2 separate regions of the Mus musculus genome follow, and region 2 is linked to region 1. The links are chromatin contacts, called in public HiChIP or PLAC-seq maps. All regions are on one chromosome and are shown on one strand. The core of a region is the stretch at or near the end of the contact, and the rest is flanking DNA. Distances in the headings are between cores, read along the strand shown. Region 1 overlaps Gm572 (predicted gene 572). Region 2 overlaps Pex14 (peroxisomal biogenesis factor 14).

The links. HiChIP or PLAC-seq counts read pairs in DNA pulled down with a chosen protein or histone mark.
Region 2: a contact with region 1 is called in an H3K27ac HiChIP or PLAC-seq map of T-cell acute lymphoblastic leukemia, with 4 times the contacts expected there. The contact joins two enhancer-like sites. A contact is called at or near these places in 19 of 39 promoter capture datasets (the 3T3-L1 cell line, 3T3-L1-derived adipocytes, the C10 cell line and 11 more), 3 of 15 datasets of contacts at CTCF or cohesin (embryonic stem cells, large pre-B cells and pro-B cells), 15 of 484 Hi-C or Micro-C datasets (the G1E-ER4 cell line, the HPC-7 cell line, the MPC-11 cell line and 7 more), 18 of 115 datasets of contacts at active chromatin or transcription factors (SST interneurons, T-cell acute lymphoblastic leukemia, embryonic basal ganglia and 9 more) and 4 of 9 other capture datasets (embryonic stem cells, liver, macrophages and 1 more).

The regions. Positions count from the first base shown.
Region 1 is chr4:148,656,413-148,660,940 of GRCm38.p6, reverse strand. It overlaps Gm572 (predicted gene 572), which reads right to left. Exons shown (of 12, transcript NM_001368835.1): 4 at 2,785-2,909; 5 at 1,872-2,015. Among named protein-coding and RNA genes, the nearest start is that of Gm572, 15 kb to the right of the region's middle. Within about 2 kb of position 2,865, at least 33 of the 459 cell types and tissues checked have an H3K27ac peak or open chromatin away from gene starts, as enhancers often do. A contact at or near this core is called in the P5424 cell line, T-cell acute lymphoblastic leukemia and memory CD8 T cells, where this site is marked.
Region 2 is chr4:149,063,785-149,068,747 of GRCm38.p6, reverse strand. All of the region lies in intron 2 of Pex14 (peroxisomal biogenesis factor 14), which reads left to right. Among named protein-coding and RNA genes, the nearest start is that of Gm46722, 32 kb to the left of the region's middle. Within about 2 kb of position 3,672, at least 21 of the 459 cell types and tissues checked have an H3K27ac peak or open chromatin away from gene starts, as enhancers often do. A contact at or near this core is called in the P5424 cell line, T-cell acute lymphoblastic leukemia and memory CD8 T cells, where this site is marked.

The DNA.
Region 1 (4,528 bases), core at 1,616-4,115:
CCTGCCTCTCTTTAAAAAGCTGAAAATTCTAGTAAGGCTGGGTCAAGCTTAAACAGCGGCTCATTGAAGGGCTTGTTCTAGCTCACCATGGGCCCTTATACTTCAGGCTCATAGAGCCATTCTGCCACTACCTGCTATGAGACCTCGGCGGCAACTCTCACTTCTTTGCCTACTTGTCCAGTCCGTAAAATGGGGCTGTAAACAGCACCTCCTGCCTACTGTGAGATGTCGGCATTAGCAATGCAGGGCAGGGGCATGGGCATGGTTGAATGGTGGAGCATTTGCCCTATAGATGCCAAGTCCTGATTTCCATCCTTAGCACCAAAATGATAAACAACAAGGTTTATCATTTCCATGCCTGACATAGCAGTGTAGGTGGGAAGAAAAGCTGCTCTGAGGAAATGAACGCTTGGGTCCATCCCTTCCCCTTCTCTGTGTCTGCCACATGCATTTCTGCTGTGGGTTTGCAACCCTCCCCTGCCCCAGCCTAGTCTCTCTGTTTTCCAGGGCTACAGAGAAACCTGAGCTCAGGGATGCTACCAGGCAGTGACAGCACACAGCTGGAATATGCCACAGGCCTGTGCTCTCTCCAGTTGGGATGTTATATCTGAAATCCATTGCTCCTGACTGCTGGGGATGGAACCTGGGACTGTGAGCACCCTCCTCCCCCACCCCCCGCCCCCAGTCCTGATGTCTATAAATCATGACATGACCTAGGTTTAAAAAAAAGAGACCTCAAAGCCGAGGAAATTGTTCTCTGCATAAAGCACTTGCCTCAAAAATCTAAAGACCTTGGGGCTTGAGAAATGGCTCAGCTGTTAAGAGCACTGGCTGGGTTTTTTTTTTGTTTTGTTTTTTTGTTTGTTTAGTTTTGGATTTTTTGAGACAGGGTTTCTCTGTACAGCCCTGGCTGTCCTGGAACTCACTCTGTAGACCAGGCTGCCTCGAACTCAGAAATCCACTTGCCTCTGCCTCCCAAGTGCTGGGATTAAAGGCATGCACCACCACTGCCCGGCTACTGGCTGCTCTTCTAGAAGTCTTGAGTTCAATTCCCAGCAACTACATAGTGGCTTACAACCATCTGTAATGGGATCCCACACCCTCTTCTGGTGTGTCTGAAGACAGCATGCTCATATGAACTCAATAAATAAATCTTTTTCTTAAAAAAAAAATGTATGAACCTGAATTTGGATTGCCAGAACCCACATAAAGCCAGATGTAGTAGCTGGAGTCTGTAATCTCATCATTCCTTCAGCAAGAGAGGAGGTAGAGTTGAGAGGCTCCACAGAAGTTTGAAGGCAGCCAGCCTGACACATGGAGCTGCAAGTGATAGACCCTATCTTCAACAAAGTGAAAGGCGAGACCTGATACCTGAGGTTGTCCTCTGACTCCCACTGTCCTTGGGACTCACAGGAGAAACTCACACATATGAACACATACACATATACCCATACACACACACACACACACACACACACACACACACACAGGAGACGGGAGGTGGGAAGAGGGGAAGGAGAGAGAGAGGACCCAGCCAGCAACATCCCTTAATCCAAAGAGAAAAACACAAATATTGGTTTGATGCTTGTTGGATGACATGAAGAACACAGCCTCAGAGACTTCATTACTCACCCCGTCCCTTATCCTGACAAAGGCCTCATTGGTCAAAAGCCCAGTGGAAGGCGACTGCCAGCCAACACTACGGACATCCAGAGAGAATGGTCCTATCCCGTGTCTCTAGTTGTCTGCTTTGCTGGGCTATGTCCCAAGGTTCACGAACCACAACCATCAACCTGGGCCTTTGACGGAAGCCAGCCCAGGATGCCCCCCTACCACCTGGGGTGCTCTCCAGGGCCTTCTCAGGCTGTTACCTGGATGAATGAGGGATGACAACGGACGCTCTGTTCACCCAGCCTTGCCACCATCATGGGACACCTCATTATGTAGCGATCGCTCTGCTTCAACCTTTTCGCCCCTTTTTGAAACATTCTGATTTCCAACCTGTAATTTGCTTTCTGGAAGTCAGGCAGAATTCACACACACAAATAAGAAAAGAAAATGCAGTTAATAAGCCACAATTATAGGTCGGCCTCTATTCGCAGTGGGCATGATTAATGCAGGCCTGTCTCGTGGAAGAGCTAAGAATCAAGTGGAAGGCTCTTGTGGACTGGGAACCTTGGCAGATTCTGGCCTGTGACAGTGCAGTCCCCAACAGGGGAAGCCCCTGGGGCTGGGGGGACTGCTATACCTTTCAGGAAGATCACCCTTAAAGAGACAGCACAGCAGCCTGTGTCCCATCATCCCTGACACCATACTGGTTGGTGGCCTGTTTCCTTTGACTCTCATTCATTGACTCCCTTGGACCCATTTTACAGCTGAGGCAGTTGAGGCACAGCAACTAAGCAAGCAGCCATGGCCATTTCTACAATAGAATTTCATTCAGCATGTCGGTCCAGCCTGGTCTACAGATTCTAAGACAGCCAGGTGTCTGTGACATAGAAAAACCTAGGAAAGTGGGGTGGGGGTAGGGCAGAACTAGAGGCAGTAGTGTATGCCTTTAGTCCCAGCATTTGGGAGGCAGAGGCAGGCAGATGTCTGTGAGTTTGAAGCCAGCCTTATGTGCCCAACTAATAAACCCAGGCCAGCTATGGGTTTATAGTGAGACCCTGTGTTAAAGCAACAAAAGAAGCTGGCTATGTAACTGTGTATGTGCATTTGCCTAGCCATACACGAGGCACTGACTTCTGGCCCCAGCACGGCAAATAAGTCGTTTCTCAAACCCACCTCTTTCTGTACAAAGCAACCAGAGTACAGTGCTCGGAAGATGAAGCCTCCCTCGTGAGCAGGATGCAAGAGGTAACCACATTTGGTAAGAAGAGAGTCCAGGTGGTTGGGGGCCCTCTTAGAGCCTACGACAGAAACAGAACAGCGGGAGAACAGCGGAGGTGAGGTTAGGAGTTTCCGACACTCAGACATAAGCCCAAGGCTGCGCTACCCTGGAACGTCAGAGAACGGTAAAGAGAATGGCGGAAGGTGGACGCCAACAGAAGTCAACATACAGACTGTCCAGCCTGGGTTGCAGAAGTTGTCTCCTAGCTCCTCTCCTACTTCCTTCCACCCACTGTAGTCTACTTCCCCACCCCCACTTCAGCAACCCACGGAGTCCCACTCGCGCCTGCGCCAGATCGCTCCACTCTGCACTCAGAGAGACCCCTGTGAGGTGCACAAAGCCTCTGACTGCTCTCCCTCTGCCTTAGCCACACTGGTCTTCCTGCTACTTCTAACACGTCGTCGTGGGTGCACTCAGGGCCTTTCCACTGGCTGAGTCTTCTGTCTCTTCCAGATACCTGCGTGGCTCAGTCCACCACTCTCAAGTCTTTAAGTAAAGCCCCCTTGTCAACGAGGTCTCTGCCAGCAAAGCCTCCATCACTCCTCTCCAAACCGCGCCCCACTCTCAGGATGCCTTTCGACACCACACATTACCGACTCGCCAGCTGAGAAAAATATGACAATGACTATAGCAATGGTCTTGTTGCCCTCCACTCAAATGCCAGCCCCGTGGCGCCAAGAGTATTTATCTGTTTTGTTCTTTGCCATATTCCTAGAGCCTTAAGTAAGCTGCGTCTGGCACATTGAGAGGGCTCTCAAGTAAACATTCATTGGATGAGGAATATCACCGAGCAGAGGGATTACAGGTAGTTTTCATTATCGTCTTTAGATTTCTTCTGTTTCCATAATTATCTCGTGTTGCTTTTGAGGTAATTTTTTTTTCCCCTTAAAGTCTCAGCTGATGGGAGGCGAACGCCCCTTGCAAGAGACAGCTTTCGAAGCCTGGATGTGGGGGGCTCTCTCTGGTGACATAGCGGTTGCTACTTTCCTTTTGAGAGGTTGCAGCCTTCACGGCTATCTTTAGCAGCAGATCAAGGCCGAGCCTGTGGCTCTGAAAGGCAGCTCACTGGGGAAATAAAGTGTCTAAGCCTGGATGTGCAAATTGACCTGGGTCGCTTTGGTTTCCCATTCACGTCTGCACTTTGTAAATATTTGCCTGCATCCCACTGCTTGCACCTGCTTTCTGTCCCTTCAACTTTATGGGAGGCAGCAGGCAGCATCGCAGGCAACATCGTTTCTGCATCCCCACCTGGTGCTGCTGCCGAGCAAAAGAAACAGTTTCCCTCCGAAGCCACAGGTGTCTCTGACAGCGCCTAAAACTAATGGCCTGTGGCTGGCTGCTGTGACTAATTCCCTGATTATCGACTTTATGATTTTACACTTAAAACTTCTTTATAATAACACACAGAAATGTTTAATGGGCTCTATCCAGAGCCATAAAAATTACTTATTGAACAAGCGTTTTAAAACTATTAATCTATTGTTTTCCATTAATAATGGCTTTCCAAAGAACAGGCGACAGCTTAATGTATCCTCTGCGTTTTTCTCCTGGAAAAGTGGCCTTTTAATACACAGATGCTGTTCCAACTCCTGAGAGGCATCGCCGCCTGGCTGACCATCCGAGGGCCAATTCAGGATT
Region 2 (4,963 bases), core at 2,423-4,922, 410 kb before region 1:
CTCTCCACCCATGAGTCATGACCCCTTTGGGGGTCAAATGACCCTTTTACAGGGGTTGCCCAAGACCATCAGAAAACACAGATATCTACAGTATATTTCATAACAGTAGCAAAAACACAGTTATGAAGTAGCACTGAAAATAATTTTATGGGTGGGGGTCACCACAACATGAGAGACTGTATTAAAGGGTGGCAGCGTTAGGAAGGTTGAGAGCTGCTGCTTGCTGTAACTGACCAGTTTGCCTTTCAGGCCTCTAGAACGTCCCCACCTGGCCAGGATTCCCATGAGGCGGCCTGGACAGCCGCTCCCACATTGTTCCCGACGTGCACTGTGCATCAGTTGGCCAGATCCTACCCCGCTGCCAAGTGTGCTTGTTATTGAGCAGTGCTGTGTCATTGAGTATGATATAAACAGGTGAGGCAAATGTGGGAGGAGGAGTCTGCAAGAGTGATCTGTTCTGTGAAGATCAGTGTAAAAAGAATCTTCTTTTTTTAAAATATATTTTTATTTATTTATTATTATACATAAGTACTCTGTAGCTGTCTTCAGATACACCAGAAGAGGGCGTCAGATCTCATTACGGGTGGTTGCTGGGATTTGAACTCAGGACCCGCGGAAGAACAGTTGGTGCTCTTAGCTGCTGAGCCATCTCACCAGCCCCAAAAAGAAACTTCTAACAAGAACTGAGTGCCATGTGTAGTGATCGTGAACTGAGAAGGCTGCTCTCACTCTGCATGAGACACACATGAGTGAGCGAGGGACCCAGAGGGTGCACACAGCCAGTGGCTTTGTGCTGTCTGTAGGCTCTGGATTTGCTTTAGAAAGGTGGAGGGTGTGTTGTGGGTAGGGTTTATTCCAGAGAAAGATGTCTGGGAACTGCAGTCTGCGGGCCCATACTCAAAGGAAAGGTCTTGGCTCCACATCAAAAGATTAGTGAGTAGCTGTGCATTTATAGGTTTTCAGTTAGTATAACATGCTGCAGGTAGGCAGGGCAGGCACTACTTTTAATGCTTCTTCAATTTAACTGAAAAAAAAAAAAACTAACAGCAATTAATTAGCTCTGATCTCATGGGCCGAGAGGGCTACTATGTACTCGTGTGTCCTCAGTGCTGGTTTATTTTTGTCCAACTCTCACACCCTGTGAGGATTCCCCTTCTCGTCTTATAGAGAGAGGACTGAAGCCCTAGTCTGCAGTGGGCTGAGAGTCAGTGAGACCCTTCTTGTGGAGCCCGAGTGGATGTGACGCTGACAAGAGGGAAGTGTTGCCCTCACCTTCCCTGGCACTGTCCTGTGAGGCTGTGGCCGTGCCTGGCTGTGGAGGGGCTGCCTGCTACCTGGCGCTTACGTGCTCTGAGGAGCCATCGCCTGACTGTATCCTCCCTGGTTGCAGTCTTTTGTGTGCAGCCTCACTGTTGAAAAGGCACCTATTAATTTATCACGGGTGATGTGCGCCTCCTCAGGCTCGGAGGAGGCGTCTGCACCCATGTTCCTCACTAATGACAGGTTATGAGATGGAGGGAGATAATAGAATCTTTTCATCTGGTGCCTGTGCAGGCTGCTACCTCTCAGGTAGCTTCTAGGGGGCAGCAGCTGCCTGTTATTTCATCTCCTGCTGGCAGAGTGCAGGTTGGGCAAGTGAACAGTTTGCTTCTCTGGCCCCAGCTCTTAGAGCTGTGCTGTGCAGGTCCTCCGGGAGTCCCCGGGATCCACCTAAGGAAAGGAAAGTCAGTCTCCAGGTTGCTCTGGTTCCCTTTCCTCTGCCCCTCAGGTAAAGCCTTTATCTGCCGTCCCATCAGCACCCCGCATCCTGCCCTGTCAGTTACAGGCAGCAGCCGACACCTGCTTTGAAGATAAGAGAATGGAGATGCCTTTAAGGGAGCGTAGTCTTTCTGTCAGCTCTTCTTGCTGCCAACTGCTAGCCATCGATAACCCATTCTAGCAGTGCTCTGAGGTTTGGAACGTCCCCGTGAGTCCTGTCAAACCCTGGTGAGAACACACTGCCGAGTGGTGGCTTACCTGTTTCCCTCGCAACCCTGGCAGGCTTCAGAGGTCTCTCCAATTCCAAAGCTTCCGTTGGAGGGAGGCCCACCGAGGGAAAGACCGGGCTTGCCCCTTGTTTAGACTTCGGGGTCTGAGGCTGATTACTGCGCAGATTGGGCTTTTGGGAAGCGAATAAACCAGGTAACCCTTTCCAGAAGCGCCCGCCCCTTCCACCCTGGCCCAGAGCCTAAGTCCTCTAAAGGGAGAATATGAGCCAGGTGGTGTTAGTGCACGCAGAGAAGCAAACCACCCTTGAGAGGGTTGTTTAGAGTTAGCCAAGAGCTCTGTCCTGACCCCTGTGGACGGGCAGGTGGCCCGTGCCCTTCTGTGGCTTCACCTTCCCCCTTAGGCTTCCCCTGAGTGTCCCCACTCAGTGCCTTCAAAACAAGGCACGGCAGCCTCTCCTCTACTTGTTGTGCTCTAGAAATGTCGGTTATAGACTTTGTTAATGTGCAGAAGGGAGCACTAGAAACAGTGGCAAATCATCTCACTGAATTGATCTTATAACTTCTGTTTATCAAGTGATTATGGTATTGTTATTCCTATAGAGTTTTGAAGATTGCATCTTCCTCTTCGGAGGCTCATTTATAGGAGACTTCTTCCTTTGTAGTATTTAGAAATCACTTTATTTCCAGTGAATTCCAGATAGATTGGCAGTTGCTCTTCTGTGTCCCCCACATTACCTCGTTGGACTCCGTCAGGTCGGGGGTGTTCCCCTGCTGACCAAACTGCAGCTAATCCTGGCTGCAGACGCCCTGCGGTGTTTGTTTTTTACAGTTCCTGGATTTGGTTTAATGTACAATTGATTTTTTTTAAATGTATTTAATCATTTTTTTCTTACCTCATAAGGATTAACCTGCACAAACCTCATTTTATCCTAAGTGTGGCTTTGGGAGGAAGGGAGGAGAAAATTGAGTTTCTCTAGCTTATTTTAGTCTTTCACTTTTTATTTTCTGAATAGCTTCTCCTGCCCAAGCAGCTCTATAAAGTACAGTGTGTTCCTCGATCATTACTTACTCATTACTAACTGGTCTCTCCTGCTTGCCTTTGTCTGTGAAATAAATACAGGGGCCCTAACGATAATTGCTGGCTCTATCGCAGGCTCACCAATTACAGATCAACAGGGAAGGCAGCCGATGGTGGTTTGTGGTTGGTGCTGACTGCCCACCTAGCAAACGTGAGCGAGCCATCACCCTGTGGCTGGGTTACTGCCACAGGCCTCTCCTGGCTCTGTGCTTTGGCTCCCGTGATGGCCTCTCTTGGTTCTCTTGGTTTAGGTTTCAGACTCACTTTACCCTGTATCTGTTCTTGTTTCCACCTTGGTTTCCATCTCCTTGTAGTGCCTCTGAGGTATTCATGCAAGAGACAAGGTCTCACTATCTAGCCCTGCTAGCCCTGGAACTCATTATGTAGACTAGGCTGGCCTAGAACTCACAGAGATCCACCTGCCTCTGTCCCTGGCATTAAAGGCATGTACCACTATGCCCAACCTGCTTGCTGATAGCCTTAATTTGTAAGAGGTGGGGTTGTTTTTTTCTTTTAGAGGTACTGGGGGTTAAAGCCCAGGCCTTATACATGCTAGAGAAAAGCTTCACCACTCAGCTGCACCAAGCCTTCCGCCTTTTATTGTGGCTTCTGTGTTATCTGGAGAGCGAACTCAGGGTCTCGTGCATGTTATACTCACCGAGCTGTATACCAGCTGGGAAGTGGTTTCTTGAAACCTTTGGTTTTCTTTACCTTTCTGTCTGCTGAGTCCAAGTAAAGGTGTCTCTGTGAACACCCAGTTAGCTTCCTTTTAATTGCTGCTGATCTGCAGTCTACACAAAGCACAAAGCAGAGGAAACTGCATTTTACATTAGGCCACCGGGCACAAGGGTGGGGATTTTAGTTGTTCGAGTAGTGAAGGAGTCTATGTTACATGGATGTGTGTCCACATGGGACACATTTGCGTCTGCTTTTCCCAGGTATTTGGCGTATAGACACCTTGCTAACCCTGCTATGGGGTGGCTGTGTACTGTGTTTCTTAGCTCTTGAGTGGTACTCAGTCCACACTTTAGGACCTAAGTGAGTGTGTGTGCTCACTTACACAGGCTGGAGATGCATTGCACAGTTGCTGCCTGGCTTCCTGCTGGGAACCTAGGGTGCAGCGTTCCCACTGGGGTGCCCATATACTGATGTTCAGTGGAGCATTGCCACTTGGGCAGTATAAAGAGGGCATTTATGAACAGGAGCATCAGAGGAAGCATTATAACCGAGACCTTTATAGCCTTTCCATTATTATGGTTTAAATCTTGACAGTATTTATTTGCAGTGACACTGGGACCAGTAAAGCCAGCGCTCGCTCCCACCTCCTCGCTCTTCCTTTCCCACATCCTGTCCTGAAGCTGTCCTGCACGACCGAGTGTGCGGACAGAGCAGCTTGCTTTCAGTTTGTCTAGAAACAGTCCCGTTGACTCAGGCTGGAAGCCAGAAGACTCCCCGTCTGTTTGTCTCACTGCAACTGTTGTTTCACAAACGCCCCGAAAGCTGCGAGCTGCGGATGCCAGCGAGAGGGCTGTCTTTCTGCGCGAGCTCCCTCACCTCTCGTCTGTCTTTCCCTTTCTTTACCCCTCTTTCCTCTCGGAATTATTTTCTCTTTCACTACCCTCTCTCTGTCTGTCCCTCCCTGCCTCCTGCTCACCTTTGATGACTGTGGTGGCATGTGTAGGTGACTGTGGTGGCATGTGTAGGTGACCGTGGTGGCATGTGTAGGTGACCGTGGTGGCATGTGTAGGTGATGGGGTTTTGGCTGACGTCATGGTGTACTCTTTCAAGCTTTAGTGCTATTTGATTGAAAGTGTGTACTTCCCAGCTAAAACATTTGTTTAGATTTGTTTCATGTGTGTATGTACACCACAGGTGTGTGTGCCCGAGATACTTGGAG